Regions from separate parts of the Sus scrofa genome. Here region 2 is linked to region 1. A link is a contact called in public Hi-C data. All regions are on one chromosome and are shown on one strand. Each heading gives the region's core, a stretch centred on a gene start, on an enhancer-like site or on the middle of the called end of the contact. The rest is flanking DNA. Distances are from core to core; before and after follow the strand shown.

Region 1 (4,487 bases), core at 158-2,657:
ACGAGGGTGAATGTTTTTGTTTTGTTTTGTTTTGTTTTTTGACCAGGCAGGACGGCCGAGTGCCTTTTATTTCTGTGCGGGACATGGGAGGGCGGAGGGCAGGGACCGCGCTGAGCTGTGCCAGTGGGCTGCACCCACCAAGGAGCAGCTGTGCCTTCACCCTGAGGCTGGGGGGCATTCCGAGCCAGGACGCCTGCCGTCCCTCTCCAGAGGCTCTGCCACCTCGGCTGTGAACCAGGCCCTAGGCCTCCCCGTCACCACCCGCGGGCTCCCTGGAGGTGGAGGCAGGAAGGAGAGCAGGGCCGGGGCTAGACCTAAAGCCCACAAGACTTCTTTTAGTTTGGCTTCTATAATAGCCTAGTTTTACGCAGATTTCTTATGTTAAACAGCTGAGTTGTCTGAAGTCGAGAGCAGAACTTCATATTTTCCCCTACTGCATTTTTAAAATTAGTTTCCCTTTCTTGACTTGGTCTGTTTTGGAACACTAATTGTTATCCAAAATCTTGATGACTCCTTACACGCACTTAAAATAGACAAAAATAATGGCAGAACTACCAGTGTGAACCAACTGTTCCCTAATTTCAAGAAAATCTTGATAAAATTCTAGTTAATTTGGTCATTTCCAGAATGTATGTAATGGGTTAAGGCAACAATCTCAAACTAAAACTGTTGAATACAAAAGCAAAATCATCTATTTTACGGTTAAGTCAATACAGTAACCAGTTCTCCCAAGTGGAAATCAGATCATTGAAATCCAACACACAAGCCCTCAATCTAACTATTCATACTTAGTCTAGACGTAGCAACCAGTTCTGAAATTTAAAGTTCACCTGGGTGGTACCAAGTAGACTGCTTCCTGACCACTGCTAAAATTACAAAGAGAATGAAGATAAAACAGCAGATGAGAAGTATACGCTTTTTTCTTTTAATAAAACCTCATCTTCATTCTCCAAAGTCCTGGCATATCAAAAACTTCTAGTTCAATTTTTATCATCTGATGAATAAGAAATTCAGTGCTTTCAAGCAGTGGAATTCAAGGTGAGGAGGTAGATACATGGTAAATGAAATGTGAGTAAAAAATGTATCATCTGTGCATTCCTGAACATGTATAAACAAAAAATAAGAAAAGAATCACAAGTTGTAATAAATGTGAAAACTTAGGCTTTGAGTTTGTTAGCTGGATTTTTAAAAATGTACTTGGTGTTTCTGCGTTCCTCATAAATGGCTTAACAAGTATTTTTAACTTTCCTGTTCTCTAAACAGTGATCTTCAGCAGGGAAAGATGTCCCTCTGGAGGAGAAAGGGCGATTAGAAGCCCATGAAAATGCAGGTGGGGAAATGCACACGCAGATCCTGAAAGAAGGCAGCCACATCCAATACCCTTCTCTGCAAGGCGAACTATATTCGTTCCACAAACTACAGAAAATAAAGCCTGAAGTAAAGGGTGAGAAAGCATTGATGGGTATGCTTAATCAGGTTGAGAAAAGATGACCCTGAAGGAACTCTGTGGGGGCAAGATGATAAAAGTAGATATGGCCCGGCAGTTTGATAGAAACAACTGGCTCTAAACATGAGCACGAGGCGTTTTTCTTGGAAGAACTTGCTCACCTCCATGGAGAAGCACTGCTCGGCAGTTGGTAGACACTGCGGCCTTGGCATCGCTTTCAGACAGCCCGAACAGCAACCCTCTGGTGAGGTTGTTAAGGATTTCAACCCAGAGTCAGCCGAGGACACGAGACTAACAGAAACATAACTGAAAATGCCAACTTGCCTGGTCACACCAAGAGAGAGACACTTTAATTCCATGGTTTTAGTCCAAACGGAATATGCATTTGAGACGAGACTCATTTAACTCTAAGCTTTTATAGAGTCCTTTCTTCCTTTTTTCTTATTTCATCCTCAATCTGGAAACAAAAGGATGACACCCTCTACAACTTGATATAACCTGTTTTTGAAGCTATTAACTGACACATTCATATAAAAAAAAGATTAAAAAAAAATTTGTTAAAGAATAACATGCCAAATTCCAAATTTCCTAAAGAAAATTTCAATGACTTCTTACTCAGAAAAGGATACAAGTTTGCCACGTCGTATGGGCCTCTTATTTCTAAAGGCTAAAATAAAATGAACAAAAAATAGATATGAGGGAAGTTATTCATAACATTTCAATGATATCATTTTCAGTAAATAGGATGCTTAAGTATCTAAAAATAAGGATGTCAACTGCATAAATTTAAGTCCTTATAATTCTGATGGGTTTCTTAAGCCTTTGAAAATATAAAAGATCTTTGAAAAGCATTTTGCCACAATTATAAAGGAAAAACTATTTATATAAACAAAACGTGCAGCCCCAAAGGAATGGGGATAAATTTTACTCTTCAGCAATTACAATGAATACATGCAGTTAAAAATGAAAACATCCAATAAATGTTCATTACATTACTATTTTTCTTTCCTAGAAACCTTTTAAAGTTTTATAACTGAAAGGTGAAAACAAAGTACTTAATGTCAGACTTACCCTTTCTGCAGCACTAGATACAATTACATTCTACAAAATAGAAAGTAATCAATGTTAATCTCAGATAAATGTGAGAAAAAAATTGAAGAGTCTTATAATACAAATAACCAGCAATCACACTTTAAGACTGAAGGCTCCATAAATACCAACTTCTTCCAAAGAGAAGGTAACTAAGGGGAAAGGATGGAATTCAGGCCTCATGGCAAACTAAAGGCAGCCTATGATAAGAAATAGAAAAGGCCTTCCCAACAGATCTTAAAAAAGACAAATTTGTTTTAAAAAGTAGTTGAAAAGGTCCTATAACCTTCATTCAACTCAATGATGACAATTATTATTTAGACTATTCTTTCACAGTAGGTAAATGGCAGATTCTTTACTGAAAGATAAAAGCTTTCAACACTCCTTTTCCCCACTCATACTACTCCTCCTCAGAATATTTTTCTTTCCCTTAAAATTGGAAGAACTCACTGAAATGGGAGGATTTATTCCTCTGCCTCAAGCACTTTCTGCTTTAAGGAAAAGGGATCAGCTTGAGAGTCCCAGAAGATTAATAATAATAAATAATAAATAAATAATAAACTGCTAGGTTTGAAAAACATTCTAAAATTATGGAACCATACCTTTCCTTTGCAGATCTGCATCAAATTGAGGGCATTGGAAATTGTGTACCTTCTCATTGTGGAGTCTTTGATAGCGGGGCTATAGACAAGTTCAAAGGCCACGCCTCGGTCAATTGCCTTCACAGGAAGTAAAGAAAATAAGCTGTCAAGGCTAATCATATGCTTCCTCTATTTTCATTAAATTTCCCCCATCACCTCCTTCCTCACATGCCCCCCTCTCCGCCTACCTCCTGCATGTCCAGGTACAACTTCAATAAAGGCAGATTTGTGCCCGAACAGTACCATCCATGAGAGAAGAAAACAGATCTGTGTCTCTATTTGATTAACTGAGTTCATCTTAGCTGTGAGGAAGCTGATTTTCTATAAACAGGCATCACAAAGAGGCTAAGGAGAGCAACTTCCCAGTGGGGAGGCAGAGGGGCTGTTACTCCAGGAACTATCAGAAGGGAAACCAGAGATGTGCTCCCTACACGCAGGGTAAACTGTTTGCAAACAGTAAACCAAGTAACTTGATCCAAGAATGAAGAGACGAAGAAATTAAAGGAGGAAAAATGTCCAAAGAACAGGGGTGGAAAGCTTCCCAGTTAAATCATTTATTACGCCTAATGCTGAATGAAGAAACATTAACAGCCATGGTTGAGTGCTATGTGCCAGGCACTGTGCTAAGAGTCTTCTGTATTTATTTCACCCCTAAATACTTTCATAAGGCATTGTGACAGCGATAACTAACTGCCCAGATATCTCTCCTCCCCCTTTTTCTTTACTCATAGAGCCCCTGATTTTAAGCTGAGCTCACAGATGCCCAGCAAAAAAGATGAAAACAGTCTGGGCCCCTGACAATTTTGTTCAGCTTAACATATAAGACCTTTTACGTGAGAAAAAGAAACTTTTTTTTTTTTTTGGTCTTTTTAGGGCTGGCCTACACCACAGCCACACCAGCACTAGATCCAAGCTGCATCTGTGACTTACACCACAGCTCATGGCAATGCCAGATCCTTAACTCACTGAGAGAGGCCGGGGATCAAACCTGAGTCCTCATATATACTAGTATGGTTTGTTACTGCTGAGCAGTGACGGTAACTCCAGAAACTTCTTTCTTTATTTAAGGTGTTCTTATTAAGTAGGCATCCATCCACAGGTAAGAAAGCCTGGAAGGGGTGGTGGCAATGGTATTGAAATCCACTATACTACTCAGCTTCCCTGATAAGTGACTCAAATCTTCACCCATTCACAACAGAATGCATGGGAACGATGAGCAAAAGTTCATGTGGTCTCTCTCTTTTAAAGCTTCATTTAGTGGGGGAGATCATCAAATCATTATACAGAAATGTAAAATTTCTGCTGTGAAA
Region 2 (4,799 bases), core at 756-3,255, 320 kb before region 1:
ACCCTTTTAAACTAAGCCAGGCCATGCCAATCCTCTAACCAAAACCTTGCAGTGGCTCCCCATGTCACTCAGAGTAAGAGAGAACACCGTGACAGTGGCCTACAACACTCAGGACTCCCACGATCTCTGAACTCCTGGCCCACTGCCCAGCCGCCCCGGCCCCCATGCTGCTCCTCAGACAATTTGCAGGTGCCCTCCTGACTCTCGACTGAGGCCTGCTGCACTGGCTGCTCCCTAGATCTGGAACAAGCATTCGCATTCCCCAGATTACGCATGGCTAATTCCCATGGAGACAGCAAGTCTGTGCTCAGATCTCACCTTTTCAATGACGCCCATCCTCATCATTTTAGTTAAAACTGCCATCTGTCCTCCTTTCACACTCCTGATGTCCTTCCCCACCCCTGACAGCACCTTCTCCTGTCCTCCCTTTGCACTTTTCACTTCCTAATGTACCATACAAGTTATGTGTGAGATGGCTTCTTGTCTCTCTCTACAAAAATATTAATTCTTCAAAGACAAAAATCTTTATTTTGCCCACAAATGGGCCTCAAGCACCTAGAATGGTGCCTGGACATAACGGGCATCCCTTTAATATCTGCCCAATGAATGATTCCTCATAGAGTTCTCCACCCTCCTCCTACCATCTGTATCAGTGATGTCCAGTAGAAATATGAAGAGAGTCAAATATCTAATGTAAAATTTTCTAGCACGTATATTAACAAATGTATTTTACATGTTCTTTTGAAAATATCTAAAGACAAAAAACAAATTTTAAATTAAAAAATAAAGGAGTTCCCATAGTGGCGTGGTGGAAACAAATTTGACTAAGAGCCATGAGGTTGCAGGTTCTATCCCTGACCTTGCTCGGTGGGTTAAGGATCTGGCGTTGCCGTGAGCTGTGGTGTACATTGCAGATGCAGCTCGGATCTGGTGCTGCTGTGGCTGTGGCATAGGCCGGTGGCCACAGTTCCAATTAGACCCTTAGCCTGGGAACCTCCATATGCTGTGGGTGCAGCCTTAAAAGACAAAAAATAAAAAATGAGAATATCTTAATATGTATTAAAATATATTTAATAATATATTCAGTTAGCCATTTTTATTTACTTTATAATAGCTTCTATTTAATGGGAAAGTATTTACGCTATCACAGGTATTTCATTTTATTGAATTTAAATTAAGAACTCCAAGGATGGAGTTCCCGTCGTGGCGCAGTGGTTAACGAATCTGACTAGGAACCATGAGGTTGCGGGTTTCGGTCCCTGCCCTTGCTCAGAGGGTTAACGATATGGCGTTGCCATGAGCTGTGGTGTAGGTTGCAGACGCGGCTCGGATCCTGAGTTGCTGTGGCTCTGGCGTAGGCCGGACGCTCCAGCTCCGATTCGACCCCTAGCCTGGGAACTCCACATGCCGCGGGAGCGGCCCAAAGAGATAGCAAAAAGACAAAAAAAAAAAAAAAAAAAAAAGAACTCCAAGGAGTTCCCTTCATGGCTTAGTTGTTAATAAGCCCAGCTAGGATCCATGAGGAGGTGGATTTGATTCCTGGCCTCGCTCAGTGGGTTAAGGATCTGGCACTGTCATGAGCTGTGGTATAGGTTGCAGACATGGCTCAGATCCTGCTTGCCGTGGCTGTGGTGTAGGCCAGCAGCTGTAGCCCCTAGCCTCGGAACCTCCATGTGCCATGGGCACAGCCCTAAAGCTCCAAAAAAAAAAAAAAGGAAAAAAAGTTAAGAACTCCACTCTTCAGGTGTCCTAGCTATATCGGCAGTGCTCAGCAGCCCCACGTGGCTCTGGCCACAGCCCTGAACAGCTTGACACAGGCTGCTTGTTTTCCCCGCCTGCTGTGCAGCTTCATACTCTTTCACCTCTCCCCATGCTACATGCTTGCCTCTCACAGCACATCCTGAGAAAGGGTACCGAGGAGGGAAGGTTGTTGATTGTGACCTACTGTAGAAGGCTAACTCTCCCTTACATCCTGCTGACAAAATACGATCATGTTCTGGCAGCAATGTGTCCAGCCTGAGAGATAAATCAGCTCAAAACCTCACACCACCAGCCAGGGTGGCACGTGGCCCAGTTAGGGCCACGGAGAGAAAGCCTCCTAGTACACTCAGGCCAGCTCCACCATCACCACCACCACTCTGCTCTCCATGTTCACGCTGCTACCATCCCTTCTTATGCTTTCCATAAGTATTTACTGAGAATTCATGAAGTTCCAGGAGTTATTCTGGGCCCCAAGAATACTCAAGTTCTTATTCTTATTATCTCTCTGAATTTATGTCTTTAAATAAACTTCCTTTGTAATAGCTTTAGTGGAATAGGAGGAGAAAAAGGCTCTATAAAGGATATCATTAGATAAACTGACGAAATGGGGGGTAGATTACAATGTTAGACCAATGTAACAGTACTGTGGTTATATGTTGGATGAAATACACACTACAGTATTTAGGATAAGGAGCCATGATGTGTGTAACTTACTCTCAAGTGGTTCATAAAAAGTAGAGAGCAAACAATCATGCATGCACATGACACAATGAGATAAAAATGTTAGCAAGAGAGTAATCCGGCTAAGGTGAAAAGTGCAAGTGTTCCCTGCACTATTTTTTTTTTTTCCTTCTTTTTTGGCCCCCTCCACCCTCTATTCTCCACACCCTAGCATGTGGAGTTCCCAGCCAGGGATCAGGTCTGAGCTGCAGCTGGGACCTACACCACAGCTACAGCCCATGTCAGATCATTTAACCTACTGTGCTCGGCTGGGGATCGAACCTGCATTCTGGTGCTTCAGAGACACCGCTGATCCCACTGCACCACAGCAGGAACTCCTGAACTACTTTTATTTTTGCAACTTGTTGTAAGTTTTAAATTAATTTCAAATAAAAAGTTTAAAAAATATATATGATGGGAGTTCCCTGGGGGCTCAGTGGGGTAAGAATCCGGTGTTGTCACTGCTATGGCTCTGGTTACTGCTATAGCATAGGTTTGATCCCTGGCCTAGGAACTTCTACATGCTACAGGTGGGACCGAACAAATAAATAGATTAAAAAAATAAATATGTGATACACTTAAGCTAAGGGATTAGTGACTTCATGTATCTAACAGTCAAAAACAAAAGCTAAGATAATTTGTCAAAACAAAAGCTGAGATAATTTATCTTAACAATATAGCACTTTAAAATGGAGTAGGTAATAATTACGAACTGTTATAGCTTTTTCTAAAGCATCAGGAAAAAGATTTTTTGAGAGAAAAGTTTGTTCTGTTATCCTTTGAATTATTTAAACAGAGGCTCTTGACTGACATTGTGGGCTGGATCTCTGGGGATGGGGCTGTCCTTTGAAATGCAAGATGTCCAGCAACACCAGCATCCCTAGGCCTTACCCTAGGGCCAGCCGCAGACCCCTCACCCCCAGTCCTGACAATTAAAGGTGTCTCCAGACACTGCTAATCGTGTGCTGGGGGATAACATCGATTCAAAACACTGATACAAAGCCACCTGGCAGAAGCCCTGTTCAGGACTACAGACTACAACAGACCTACAGTTCTTGGAAGGTCAGCATACGTCAGAATCATGTGGTGGTGGGGGGGGAGCTTGCTGAGATGGGCTCCCCTCTCAGAGTTGCTGACACAGTGGGTCTGAGAACTATCATTTCTAACTATGAATGGTTTGGGGACCACACTTTGAAAACCAACGGGCCTGACATTTACGTGTAGACAAAGTACTCCAACCAAAGGCACTTACATAGAAAAAAAAAAAGTCTGAAACCTAAGACTTGCAAATCCAGATTTATAGAATGAGGCAAACATCACTGAGAGATGAACATTAATAATGGCTCTCTAGAGAAGAGCTAGCTCTGTTTTGTGATAGGTACTTCCCTGAGATCACACAGCTGCTCTGTGGTAGAGCTGGGGTGGGAACAGTGGGAAGAAAATGAGCTCAGCGGTGAGGACACTTGGATTGTAACTAGAAGTGATATCTGAGGTTGTTGAGGCCTTACCCAATGTCACGTCACTTCTGTAAATTTCAGTTCTTAATGCTGAAATAGGATTTGGATTAGGATCTTACACATCACTTCCAGCTTTAAAAATATGTGATTAAAGGAGTTCCCGTCTCGTGGCTCAGTGGTTGATGAATCTGACTAGGAACCGTGAGGCTGTGGGTTCGATCCCTGGCCTCGCTCAGTGGGTTAAGGATCCGGTGTTGCTGTGAGCTGTGGTGTAGATCACAGACGCAGCTTGGATCTGGCGTTGCTGTGGCTCTGGCGTAGGCTGGCAGCTACAGCTCCAATTAGACCCCTAGCCTGGGAACCTCCATGTGCTGTGGGTGTGGCCCTAGAAAAGACGCACACACAAAATGAGATTATGCTTCTTTATATTATTACTATTTGGTGTAACAATTGTACCTACCACTAAGTAAATGGTCAAAGGGTAGTCATTAAAAAATTCTTTGTTTTACATAAATGTTTATACATTCTTTTTTGAATGTATGATAAATTTTTAAAAATTAATAGTACTAAGATTAGCCTTCCTCATTATTTTGTTTTAACATTCTTTTCTTTTTCATATTATCCTCCGTCATGTTCTAACCCAAAAGATTGGACATAGTTCCCCGTGCTAAACAGTAGGACCTCATTGCTCATCCATTCCAAATGGTAACAGTTTTTATCTACCAACCCCAAACTACTAGGTCTGCCCTCTTTTCCACTACTATGTAGCTGAACCTGAACGAATACAGAGTATTATGTAGAATATTAAAATGCTGAAAATAATTACAACTAAAGTAACTCTAAGAGCCTGAGATAAAGTTA

What was found. Hi-C and Micro-C count contacts between places; a contact is called where the count stands out from the background.
Region 2: a Hi-C map of skeletal muscle shows a contact between it and region 1, with 4 times the contacts expected there. The contact joins two enhancer-like sites. A contact is called at or near these places in 1 of 5 promoter capture datasets (liver), 12 of 47 Hi-C or Micro-C datasets (embryonic fibroblasts, fetal liver, heart right ventricle and 6 more) and 1 of 2 datasets of contacts at active chromatin or transcription factors (skeletal muscle).

What each region holds. Positions count from the first base shown.
Region 1 is chr14:102,587,726-102,592,212 of Sscrofa11.1, reverse strand. RPP30 (ribonuclease P protein subunit p30) reads right to left here. Exons shown (of 13, transcript XM_001924771.6): 7 at 3,139-3,255; 8 at 2,519-2,548; 9 at 2,077-2,114; 10 at 1,609-1,688. Among named protein-coding and RNA genes, the nearest start is that of ANKRD1, 23 kb to the left of the region's middle. Within about 2 kb of position 1,407, at least 2 of the 83 cell types and tissues checked have an H3K27ac peak or open chromatin away from gene starts, as enhancers often do. A contact at or near this core is called in skeletal muscle, where this site is marked.
Region 2 is chr14:102,909,872-102,914,670 of Sscrofa11.1, reverse strand. The region is part of intron 3 of PCGF5 (polycomb group RING finger protein 5); the gene reads right to left. Among named protein-coding and RNA genes, the nearest start is that of PCGF5, 85 kb to the right of the region's middle. Within about 2 kb of position 2,005, at least 3 of the 83 cell types and tissues checked have an H3K27ac peak or open chromatin away from gene starts, as enhancers often do. A contact at or near this core is called in skeletal muscle, where this site is marked.